Regions from separate parts of the Mus musculus genome. Here regions 2, 3 and 4 are each linked to region 1. A link is a contact called in public Hi-C and HiChIP or PLAC-seq data. All regions are on one chromosome and are shown on one strand. The core of a region is the stretch at or near the end of the contact, and the rest is flanking DNA. Distances in the headings are between cores, read along the strand shown.

The links. Hi-C and Micro-C count contacts between places; a contact is called where the count stands out from the background. HiChIP or PLAC-seq counts read pairs in DNA pulled down with a chosen protein or histone mark.
Region 2: an HNF4G HiChIP or PLAC-seq map of pancreatic cancer cells shows a contact between it and region 1. The contact joins the promoter of Lad1 here to the promoter of Arl8a in region 1. A contact is called at or near these places in 1 of 484 Hi-C or Micro-C datasets (CD8 T cells) and 1 of 115 datasets of contacts at active chromatin or transcription factors (pancreatic cancer cells).
Region 3: a Hi-C map of regulatory T cells shows a contact between it and region 1, with 3 times the contacts expected there. The contact joins the promoter of Kif21b here to the promoter of Arl8a in region 1. A contact is called at or near these places in 4 of 484 Hi-C or Micro-C datasets (CD4 T cells, the G1E-ER4 cell line, neutrophils and 1 more) and 1 of 115 datasets of contacts at active chromatin or transcription factors (pancreatic cancer cells).
Region 4: a contact with region 1 is called in an H3K27ac HiChIP or PLAC-seq map of embryonic stem cells, with 6 read pairs. The contact joins the promoter of Phlda3 here to the promoter of Arl8a in region 1. A contact is called at or near these places in 1 of 39 promoter capture datasets (cranial neural crest), 1 of 15 datasets of contacts at CTCF or cohesin (embryonic stem cells), 5 of 115 datasets of contacts at active chromatin or transcription factors (astrocytes, embryonic limb bud, embryonic stem cells and 1 more) and 1 of 9 other capture datasets (adipose tissue).

The regions. Positions count from the first base shown.
Region 1 is chr1:135,145,422-135,148,121 of GRCm38.p6, forward strand. Arl8a (ADP-ribosylation factor-like 8A) reads left to right here and starts at 1,413. Exons shown (of 7, transcript NM_026823.2): 1 at 1,413-1,679. The coding sequence starts at 1,557.
Region 2 is chr1:135,817,175-135,819,887 of GRCm38.p6, forward strand. Lad1 (ladinin) reads left to right here and starts at 1,424. Exons shown (of 10, transcript NM_133664.3): 1 at 1,424-1,842. The coding sequence starts at 1,805.
Region 3 is chr1:136,129,855-136,132,775 of GRCm38.p6, forward strand. It overlaps Kif21b (kinesin family member 21B), which reads left to right and starts at 1,536. Exons shown (of 35, transcript NM_001039472.2): 1 at 1,536-1,908. The coding sequence starts at 1,868. It overlaps Gm15850 (predicted gene 15850), which reads right to left and starts at 1,329. Exons shown (of 3, transcript NR_046170.1): 1 at 1,167-1,329.
Region 4 is chr1:135,764,832-135,767,829 of GRCm38.p6, forward strand. It overlaps Phlda3 (pleckstrin homology like domain, family A, member 3), which reads left to right and starts at 1,254. Exons shown (of 2, transcript NM_013750.2): 1 at 1,254-2,063. The coding sequence starts at 1,618. The coding sequence ends at 1,995.

The DNA.
Region 1 (2,700 bases), core at 163-2,662:
AAGATACACTCTTTTCCAGTACTTCTAAGGACATGGTAACAAAACTGTAATCAATGGAAGGGAGACACAGAGGCACTACCTTGTTCAGGGTGCTGTAACAAAGCACCCCACACCCCACAACTTATAAACAACAGAAAGTTGTTGCTCATGGCTTGAAAAATGGGAAAGTGATCTGTCATGGTACGGGTAGATTCAGGGTCTGGTTAGGAGTCACTTTTTGGCTAATAGATTACAGCCTTCTCTTTGTAGCCTCAAGATGGGAGGAGTATAGGCTCTGGGCACCTCTGTTGTTCTCTCCTTATATAAGGGCACTAATCTTAGCTAGGAGGCCTCCCCCCTCATAACCTAGTCGCCTTATATGGTCATCACTTTGAGGAGTGGGATTTCAATATATGAATCTGGGGGAAAGACACAGAAATGTAAAGCAATGAAAATCTATTACTTTGTATGATAACTTAAACTTTAATTTAAACATGTCAGACTATAGCATGTACCTACGGAGGAAGAGAAGAACTTATTAGACAGATGTTAGTAAATCAGAATAGGCTGATCCAGATGTTGAGGGCTGTCTGGTTCTTTAATAGGTTTAATCCATACAGTTGATGTTAACAGTTCATCACAGCCTCCAGGTGAAAACCGACCCCCAAAGAGAGCCCAGCTGCCTAGGAATCCTGAGACCAGGAAGGCACAGCCGGTTGACTGAGCTGTTATCTCCTGCAAGGGAGGATGGGGACTTCTTGGCAGACTCTCCACCACCCACTATCAAAAACTTTGTATCAAAATAGCATACATTTTTTCCTTTGCTACCGCCGTTCCTCACAGGGAATCCCTTGCCCTGATTTTGCCCGTCTCTTTATAGTGAAGACAAGCATCAAGTTCAAATGTCGATCTCACTTTGGGCTTCCCAGACAAGTAGCCTGGCAAACTGTGGTTAACAAAACAAGATGGAGTATTAAGGGCTCTAAATCCGGCTGTTACTCTCTATGGCATTTCGGGGGATGGAATTCGGTACCCAGAGATGCTCAGAGGCAAAGGTTCAGGGAACAAAACCGTTTCTTGGAGATCTTCATGTCACGGTTCTTCGGCCTGGAAATACCCTAGCTTAATCGGGACACCACCCGCCCAGGACCGACCACCGTTCAAGCCAGAAAGCGGTGCAGTCAGGGCGGGGCAAACGAGGGCAGCAGAAAAAATAAAATTACAGCTTTCTCCGCAAGCGCGCCATCACGCTCCTCCCGGCCGCCGCGGGTCCCCGCCGCCCCGCCCGCGGGCGCTGGCCTAGGCCGCGCGCGAGACTGGAGCGCGCTCGGGTGCGAGCAGGACGCGGCCCGGCCCGCGGGAGGGCGGCGGCGGCGGAGGAGGAGGTGGAGGCGCCGTGGCCACACCCATCGGCGAGCGGATCCTCGGGCAGCGCGTCGTCGGCCGCCGCGCTCCAGCCTCCGCCCGCACCGAGCCGCGGGACCCGGCCGCACCGGGGAGGGGCCGCTCCGGGCCGCAGCGCGAGGGCACCGAAGGCGGCGGGGACCCGGCACCGGGCGCGGCCGGTGGCAGCGACCATGATCGCTTTGTTCAACAAGCTGCTGGACTGGTTCAAGGCCCTGTTCTGGAAGGAGGAAATGGAGCTCACGCTGGTGGGGCTGCAGTACTCGGGCAAGACCACCTTCGTCAACGTGATCGCGGTATGCGGGCAGATGTGTCGCCGGCGCCGCGCCCTAGGCAGCTGGGGTCGGCGCCTGGCGTGGCCCGGCACCGCCGGGTTCCGGGCAGGGAGGAGCCGGCTCCGGGCACTTAGGGCCTAGCACGGTTCTTGGGGGACCGACTGGCGTGCCACCCGTTCTCTGGCCTGGGCTAGGATGGCAGGGCTGGGGGCGGGGTAGCGAGGACCAGGGGAACCGAGCTTGCGTTCCGGAGCTGGCGGCACGGAGATGTCTCCACGCACCGGGAACCCGCCGCAGGCTGACAGGCCCCCGAGGCGGGCGCAAAGAGGCATGACGGGGCGAAAGTGCCCGGACAATCCCGCTCCGCGCGTGGAGGGTCACGGGACGCGCGGCCGGAGCGTGTTGCCAGGGTGCCCTAGCAGCCCAGCCCCACCCCGAGGGCTCTGCCTACCCTTGCTGGACGCGGAAGCCGCGGCCCTTTGGGGCGGGGGGAAGGTATCCCTAGAGGCAGAGGAGTCAGCTGAGGTCCTGGCTCTAGTCCAGACTCCTCCCCGGAACCTGTCCCGGGCCTGCCTTAGCGTTGGGGTCCCGAAAGCATGGCACCATAAAGGGAGTTGGGAGACTCCACTTGGCTCAGAAGTTGCAAGAGTAGGTACCGAGGACCCGAGAGGATGAGCTGGAGGGGCGCCATCCACCTGGGGACAGGGGAGAGAGCAGCTTTGGAGACTCAGCACTGGGGGAGGCGGAGGAGAGAGGGGGGTGATTGCAGTTGTATGTCTGTGCCAGAGGAGTGGTGAAGAAGGAGTTAAATTTTCTCTTTAAAAAAGAGGAAGATGAGCTCCCTGGGCGTGAGCTGAGCTGCAGTAATGGCTGCAGCCTGTATTTCCAAGCTAGGCAAGACTGGGCTTATGGGACCAAGTAAGGCTTGGGACGGGGACATAGTTCCCCCCCCCCCCCCAGAACCTAGGCCCGTTCCCAAAGATGGGTTTTCCAAGGACTGTGAATTCGCCAGATATAGGCTAAAGATGCTGATGTGCAGGTC
Region 2 (2,713 bases), core at 174-2,673, 670 kb after region 1:
ACTCAGACTCCCAATGTCACCTTCAACAGGATGGATGACCTTCCCAAAATTGTGTGATCCTTCAAACTGCTACTGATCCAAACTGCTACTGAGCACACCTGTGCCCAGCAAAGTGTTGAGGCGACTCTGAGGCGAGATTCCCTTTCAATGCTTGGAAGCCAGGACATGGACACAGATTCCAACTCCATGTTATTGAAACTTCCCTCCCTCCTCTTTCCCACTCATCCCCTGTCCATGGGCTACGGGGCGCACAGTGCCAAGTCTCTCCGAGCTCCCACACCAACATCCAATGAACTATTGGACAGCTTTTTCTAAAACCTTTAATTCAAATGGGTGTTGAATGCAGTTGACAGCTTGACCATATGGAGACAGGTCCCCAAATGGAGTATCATAAGGTCCAAATGGCAAGAAACCCTCTGTTGGTCTCTGGTCAACTTCCTCCCTAAGACCTCTGGAATCCTTGTCCCTTGACCTGAATCCCTGACTCTGGAATCCTTGTCCTGAATCCCAGTTCCTCTCACATCGGGCAGAGGTATGTGAATCACTTCTGGGCCCACAGTTCAGCTTCCCAAAGCTCTTGCTAACCCCACTTCCTGTTCAGTGTCACCTTTGATTACACACTCCTCCCCCATCCCCTTCTTCGTTTCCTTTGTAGATTACAAAAATGGCCCCTCCAGCTCGAAGTGGTGGCTCCTGCCTTTAATTCCAGCATCCTCAGCTTTCAGGAGGCAGAGGCAGGTAGATCTCGAGAGGCAATCAGGCCAGACTCTGACATCCCATCCTGTGTGCTGGGCAGCACCCCAGCCTTCTCTGAACAGTGCCAGTAGCAGCTATTGATTCCATTTCTGATCTTTCAAGGAAAATAAAATTCCCCATCTAGGTATCTGACCTTACACATTCAGTAAGGAGGTAGGTTCCCGAGTGGAAAGCAGCTGGTGCTGCGCTCGCCCACGGGTTCCCACGGGTTCCCACGGGTGGTGTCCGAGTTGCCTCAGGTTATTGCAGTATTAATCTCAGTTACTTATGGACCCTCTTCCTACGACACAGTTATACACCTGTGGGGTATCAAGGAACAGGACCGTGCTTTTGGCGCATATGGTTTTTCATAGCGGTGTCCACTCTATTTTGGCGGGCTTGAGTCTCAGCTCCTTTGAGGAGGGGCTGGTTTTCTTACGCAGTGTCTGCTTATCTAAGCCGAGTCTTTCAGGTAGTTTCTGACCCCCGGGGTGTTTTCTAGGAGCCCCTTACTTCTTCACCGTTGCAGGCACTCTACACCCAAGACTACGGTACCTGATCTAACCTTTCTCCCTGCCTTCCAGCTCTTGGGTTTCTGCCGGCTAAGTCGATTTCCAGGCAGCGAGCTCAGCCTGACCCCGATCTTTGGGTTCCGTCCTCCCCCCAACCCCCTCCCCGACTCCCTGGCACTCTGGACCGCGACTCCCAGGGAAGACGCGGGCCGGCGCCGAGCTGGTCCAACTGGTTCTGAGCAGGAAGTCTCCCGCCCTCGCCCGGGGCAGCAGAGCAGCCCCGCGCTAGCCCCGGCGTGGGTGCAGCCCGCAGCTCGGTGCGACCGTCCCGCAGAGCGGCCGCGCGGGAGACCCGCCCCAGCGGTGATCAGCGCGGCTTTGTCTGGGACGCCCACACCTCAGAGGCCGCTCCTCCGGCCGGCGAATGGGAGCGCGGCGGCGCGGGGCCGAGCCGGGCTGAGATAAGCGGCCATGTGACCCTACCTGGCGCGGGGAGGGGCCGCAGGTGAGCGGCGGAGCAGGGAGCTCGGCACGCGGCGGCCGTGGGGCTCGGCAGCATGTCGGTCAGCAGAAAGGACTGGTCCGCGCTGTCCAGGTGAGTGCAGCCACAGGGGCCGGGTGGCCCGAGGCTGGGGGGTGGGAGCTGTGCCCCTTCGGATCTCCTCTCCCAGACACAGGCCTGCTCTCCGGACGAAGTGAGACACTGGTCTTGTTGCTTTTCGGTGGGGATAGAATTGAGACCAAACTCTGGTCCCCCTAGGTGACAGAGCGGGTGGTCTCCTTGCTCCTTCTCAGCTTCCTGTCCCCTTAGGTCTTAACCAGTACGTTTAGGGTAAGGCTTTTCCGCAGCCTGGACAGCCCAGGGTGCTACTGTCTGTGAGGGCAAGGGACCGTTTTAGGGGGCTGGGAAAATTCAAGAGTTACCCCAAGACTTATTCTTGAGCGGACCCTCAGCCTCTGCGCCTCTGTTAAGAGTTTTAGAATGGATCTGGGAAGTGTCCTTTAGCCCCACCTTATGGAGTCAACAGAACCCGGGTGTGTGAATAGAATCAGAGAAAGTAGCACCCCCACCCCATCCCAAAGAGAGGCTCAAATTCTGAGCACAACATTTGGAGTGGTATCTATGCCACTTGAGGTAAGATGTTATCCTTGTCTGCGCTACAATCTGTGTTTGTGAATCTCAATGGGTCAGAGAATATCTTTGCCATTTCTGCCTGCTGGACAGCCTATCAGGGTCAGAGAAGCCTAGGAGGGGTCAGTATCTAGGAGGCCGCCCCTCTCTTTGTGGCTCCTCTTGGAGCTGCCCCTCCCTCTCCAGAAGTGTTGGAATGAGCATCCGTTCTTCCAATTCCTCACACTGAGTCCCTAACTGGGAAGGCATCCTTTGTCCTAAAGGTAACAGAGGCTCCGGCCAGAGCCCTGTCCTTTCTATTCCTCAGGTTCCAGTCAGGGTAAAATTGGCCTCT
Region 3 (2,921 bases), core at 286-2,785, 980 kb after region 1:
TGTAAGCACCGCTCAGCTCTCCACATCCTCCTTTTGTTAGAAGACAGGGAGCAGCGTCCCAATTTCCCAACACTGTCTCTTGCTCTAAGGAATTTGATTCACTGGCTTTGGGTTTCAGATGCTAATATTAATAAAATATATAGGATCCCACCAGGACCCCTTACACACCACCATCACCACTACCTCTCTGGGGCTCTGGCTCTCCTCCTGTTTGCTACGAGGGTAGGAAGAATGAGCTGACCTAACTTTCACATTTTCCCTTAAAACTATTCCAAACAGGCACCTGGGTTCCCGAGTGGAGCAGTCACAGATGGGGGTGGGGAGTGGGGAATGATGGCACCAAGAAGTGGATCCTCAGGACCCTAACGTACATCCCAGCCAAGACGTCTCACAGGGTTTCATCATCTGAGGCTGATGCAAGAAGCTTGGAGCCAGACTCCCCTGCCTCCCCTCCCCCAGAGGTCTCCATCCACATCTTGAGCTGCAGCTGGGTCCTCCTCTTGGGCCTTTTCCAGAGGAAGGAGCTGGGTGAAGCCTGGGAAGGGAGGGCAGCTGGTGAGGGGCCCTGTGAATGGTCCTAATGTTGGTTGTTGGGGGGCAGGGAGAAGAGTGGGGCTGGGAGGGTGCAGGGGTGAACTGGAATGGGACTTGACTTCACATTACTGGTCTCCTTTCTCATAGCCCTGTGTTGAAAAGTCTCCTGGGCTAATCCTTTATATACATTTCTGATGGCAGCGCTGGCCTCCTTTGCCTTCTAGCTTCTCCCAGGTATCTGGAGTCAAGTGCTTCTTTGTTCCTACTACTTCCCAGGCAGATCTGGCCTCCCACATCGACTCCCCCACACACAACCCGCCCCCCCCCCCCACTGTCACAAAGAGTGTGAACCAGGCCCTGTGGGTCATAAAGGTTAGTGGGACCCTGGTTTAGTGAGGAGAACCTGAGCCAGTCAGCCATCAAAGCAAACTATGAGCTTAAAGATGTTGCAGAGTGGAGGTGGGGAAATTTACTTCCACATCAACAAGAATCCCCTTCAATAAAGGTTGGCGGATTTACCGAAATAAATGCAGAAGGGACACTTCGCTGACTCTTTCAAATTGCAAATTGCTCATCTCTATGAGATGCTTTGAGGTGCAGCACACCGCCCAGCCCAGAGACCAGGTTCTTACCCATGCCTAGCCACAGACTCGCTGTATGACCTTGGGGTGTTCCTCTTTGAGTCCCGTTCCTCATTTAGGAAAGGAAGATCCCACTGAGACTGAGGTACCATGACTTCGAGGGCCGTGGTTCCCGAATGGTCAACTTCCCAGGGACGAGTCCATCATGCCACTCCCGCTTTCACTCCCAAGCCCTCCAATCCTACCCCGCCCCTCCCAGCCACCCGATGGACGGGAGCCAAGAGGTCTCTTTAAAGGCTCAAGTCCCGCCTCTGCTGCTCGTTGGGGCCTTCTATTGGCGGCCTCTGGGAGGGGCGGGGCCCTGCGCGGCTCTGAGGGGCTGGGGGTGGGTCCTGAGGTGGCTCGGCCCCCGCCCCCTTTGTTCGCGCTGCGGCGGGAGGTGGCGGTCCGGGTGGGAGGTGTGTGCGCGCGCGTGTGCCGCGCTGTAGGGAGCTGCGGGTCTCACTGCCCGCTGTCAACGAGCTCAGCACCTCCGCGCGATGGCTGGAGGAGACGCATGGGACCAGCCCCGTGGGGCCGGCCGCGGCTGAGCCCCTCTGCCGCCTCCTGCGAGCATGTCACCTCCAGCCTACGAGGTCGCTTTCGCTAGCAGGGTCCCTGCCTCCGCCTTCTGCAGCCGCAGCCGCTGCCTGGAGCAGTGGCCCCCGGACCCCCGCCCCTGATCCGCGCCCAGACCCTGGTGCCGGAGGACCATGGCTGGCCAGGGCGACTGCTGCGTCAAAGTGGCCGTCAGGTAAGGGTCGATGGCGGGGAAGGGGCGTGCGAGGAGGGGTTCGAGCTTTGTCTCGCGTGTTCTCGGGCGGGGGGCGCGGGCACCGCTCGAGCTGGAGTCTGCAGTCCAGGAGGAGGGGCCGACGCGCGCTGGCCCGGCTGCCGCAGGGGAGCGGCGGCCCAGCGGACTGATGGAAGGTGGCTTTGTTTGGGTGGTAATTTCTGGCCCCTCTTGGGAGCACTTAATGATCAGAAAATCGAATAAACAAGGAAATCCGGTATTTCACACCCAGCTTTGGCCCAGGCCGGAGCGTCTGTGTGTTTCCTCTTGTCCTCCCCATGAGGCTGCTGTCTCATTCTGGGGTATAGGAGGGAATCCCCCCTCCCCCCATCTACCCCAGTTAGCCAGTTCTACGCTCTTGATCCAGCTCACCATCCTGGGAGCGGATACAACAGACAAAGATCGGTTGTGGGACCCATGAAAGGGTTGGAATGGTGCCTTGGCTTTCCACGGGGTGCCAATGGCTTTTGGAGAAAGCCCTGCTGGTCCTGCCCCAAGAGGAGATGGTGCTAGGGAGGAAGAAAAAGGTGTATCCGAGGGACTAATCCAGAAGGGGTGAAAGGGGTGACAGGACCCTAATGCTACATTCACAGGCACAAAGGTGAAACTGAGCAGGGGGGAAGGGCCCCTAGATTTATCTGGATTCCCATTCCCGATATCTGTAGGTATTAGAAGTAATCTGGCAGACATTAAGAGGAAAGAGGACGGGACTTAGTGGGTTCTTTTCCTAGGGGCACACAGGTGCAGGGACAGGAAATGCTACAAAGTTGAACTCTCTGTTCTTTGCAGAGAGTGAAGATGCCTCCCACCAGCTCTCCCGACTGTGTTTTGTGGTCTTCTCTTTAAGAAGAACATAGTGGGAGAGTAGCAATGTGAGTGAGCTGGTCACCAACTCACAGATGCACTGAGGAACATACATCTCTGGTTCTGGCCTTATAGAGTGGGGGAGGGGAGCAGTCAAATTCTAGGGTAGG
Region 4 (2,998 bases), core at 4-2,503, 620 kb after region 1:
CAGAGGGAGGGACAGACAGGGCTCTGGATGGGAAACTGATGACTCTTTCTCTCCACAGCTGGCTTGGTTCTGCAGGGGAGGATACCCCCGGCTCACAACAGAATCCTCCCTGTGCCCGTTAGTTTTTCGACACCGAGGACCAAAACAGGAGGTGTGAGTACAAAGAGGTCTTCTTTCTGACTAATTATTTATCATTAGTCCCAGAACCTTTACGATTAACATGTCCATGAGTAGGTGTTTAAGAAACTTTGGCCTGGAGGGGTTGACCAAGAGGGCCAGATGAGGGAGGTCCTAGGAGAGACATCTTTCTCCGGCTTCTGACCTTATATGATGGAAGACATAGTAGGAAGAGAGAAATAACTGAGTTGGCAGATCTGTCCCGGGTCTTCACGAATGGTCACTAAGTTGCTCTTCGCAACAATCCTACCAGATCAGAATGGATTAGTTATCCCATTTGATACATGAAAGTATGGAATAAGGTTAGAGCCATTGGCCAGGTAGGAGAGGTTTGAAGTCAACTGAGAAAAGCCTGTCTCCCTTCAGCATAGTGTCCCAGGAGAAGCCCATTCTCTGCTGTGGACTCTGCAGAGAAGCCACAAGGCTGAGGGCTAACTGCAGTAGGCATGGTTGGGCTCCAAGTCAATGCTCTGTGAGACAACCCCACACCCACAGCACGTGTGTCTACTTCCCATTGATCCATCAGGATTTCTCTCTCCCCACTTTATACACACTATTTTCTAACGCCTACCTAAGTAGAGGCAGGGAAAGGTGGGAGAGTAGGTTGTCAGATCTGTGGCCAGCCTCCCTTGAGCCCAGCAGAGAGACATCTGCTGATGATGGTGGACAGACCCAACACTAGCTTTTGGCAGAGGCTGGGCGACCAGAACTCTCGTGCTCTGAGAAGCAGCGGGTATTTGACACCCACCCTGCCATGGTGCCACTGCGTTATCGTCAAGCCGGCCCCACCCCAGGCCAGCAATGACCTGGCTCCTCTAGGAGAGGATCCTCGGCCCTCCCCCACTTCTCCTCTTTCTCCTTCTGCTATGCCCCGGGTGTGAGGCCGGGGTGAACGGTTGAGGCTGGGGGTCGGGTGAGGGGCTCGGAGCGGTGTTTTAAGAAGGGGCAGCCCGCAGGCTATTGAGAAAGCAGCCCCCTCCCGGGCCCGCGCTGCTGATGGGTGTTGGAGCCCCACTGCAGCCCCGCCCCCCGGGGCCCTGTCCGGGCGGGTGCGCGGCGCAGAGGGGAGGGCCAGCGGGGCAGGAATGCGCGGCGGGCGGCGCAGGAGGCGAGCGGTGGAACATGTAAGGGCACATCCCGCCAGCAGCCGCCCAGCTCGCAGACGGAGCGCAGGGGAGCGGGCGTGCGGGCGGCGAGGCGCAGGGCACCGGGTAGAGGCTCGGGGAGGTCGAAGCGGCGCGCAGGGTTCCAAGCCGGCGGCGAGAGAGTAGCATCGCACGAGCCTCCCGGTACCCGCTGTCTGCGAGGCGGCCCGGGCCGCAGGCTCGACCGCACAGGGAGCAAGGCCAACCAGCTCCAGGGCGCGAGAAGCCGGCGCTGTAGAGCCGGGACAGCCGGGATCGCCGCAGCCTCCAGAGCTGTGGGAACCTCGGGGTGCCCATGACGGCGGCGGCGACCGTGCTGAAGGAGGGCGTGCTGGAGAAGCGCAGCGGCGGGCTGCTGCAGCTGTGGAAGCGGAAGCGCTGCGTGCTCACCGAGCGCGGGCTGCAGCTCTTCGAGGCCAAGGGCACGGGCGGCCGGCCCAAGGAGCTCAGCTTCGCCCGCATCAAAGCCGTGGAGTGCGTAGAGAGCACCGGGCGCCACATCTACTTCACGCTAGTGACCGAAGGCGGGGGCGAGATCGACTTCCGCTGCCCCCTCGAAGACCCTGGCTGGAACGCTCAGATCACCCTGGGCCTGGTCAAGTTCAAGAATCAACAGGCCATCCAGACTGTGCGGGCCCGGCAGAGTCTTGGGACTGGGACCCTTGTGTCCTAAACCATGAGGCGTATCATTTTATCGACATGCCCCCCCTCTCCCATCTCCGTGCCCAGAAGACATGTCAGGTGAGTCCCAGAGCACTGAATCCTCTCTCTTCTTCCTCCTCTGCTCTCTATAGAAAACCAGGGGCTTTGATTTCTATCCCAAAGCTGGACGATCCCAGAGAAGGTTGTTGGGACCAACAGAGCGTAGATCCGAAGAGAATGTGTTTTTGGAAGCCGGGCCTTTTGCCAAGTGAGCAGAGCAGGCCCTTTCCCTAGGGCACCAGGCAGGAGGGTCCTTAATGTAACCCAAGTGTCGGAGAGGAAGATGGGTGGGAGCACGGAGAGAGAGCACGGGTGGGATAGGCCTCCTCAGAGATTGGTTCACTCACCATAGGACTCCTGCGTTGTATGACTGTCTTCCAGAATGAATGCATGCTGGAGAATGTAAGTGTTGAACTGCGATGACAACTCACTACGGTGTAGTTATCGAAGGAGTTATAAGGGCTTGCGAACAAAACCATGCTGTCTTAGGTCCCTACGTGGGGCCTCAGTGGAAGGCTGGGCTGAGCCAATGGCTTCAAAAACTCATTCTTGATAATGGATCTGGGGCTCCAGGGCTGAGGTGTGGGAGCATAAAGGAGTGTGAGATGTGGAATGTGAGATGTGGCCGGGACATCATTGCAGGGATGATAGGCCTGGCCTATCCATGAGTGCTGGCCAAAGGCATGCTGGGCCAGAGGAGGAGAAGCTAGAAGAGGGATGGGTGGCTGAGAACAGGATGGGGCCATGCATCTCTATTCATGATGTCTTAATCCTCCTAAAGGCAGAAGGTGGGGGGTGGGGGGGTTGGTTTGTGGTTAGAATGGCTCAAGGGAGGGACCAAGAATAGAACCTAGAAGCCATGGCATTTAGCCGTGTGCCCTCTTCCCCAGATACTACTCCCTCCTCATGGGAATCAGAGCTGGGGTTTATATAATTCTGCCCTTAACTTCTCCAACGGAAGCTTTGGTCCCTCT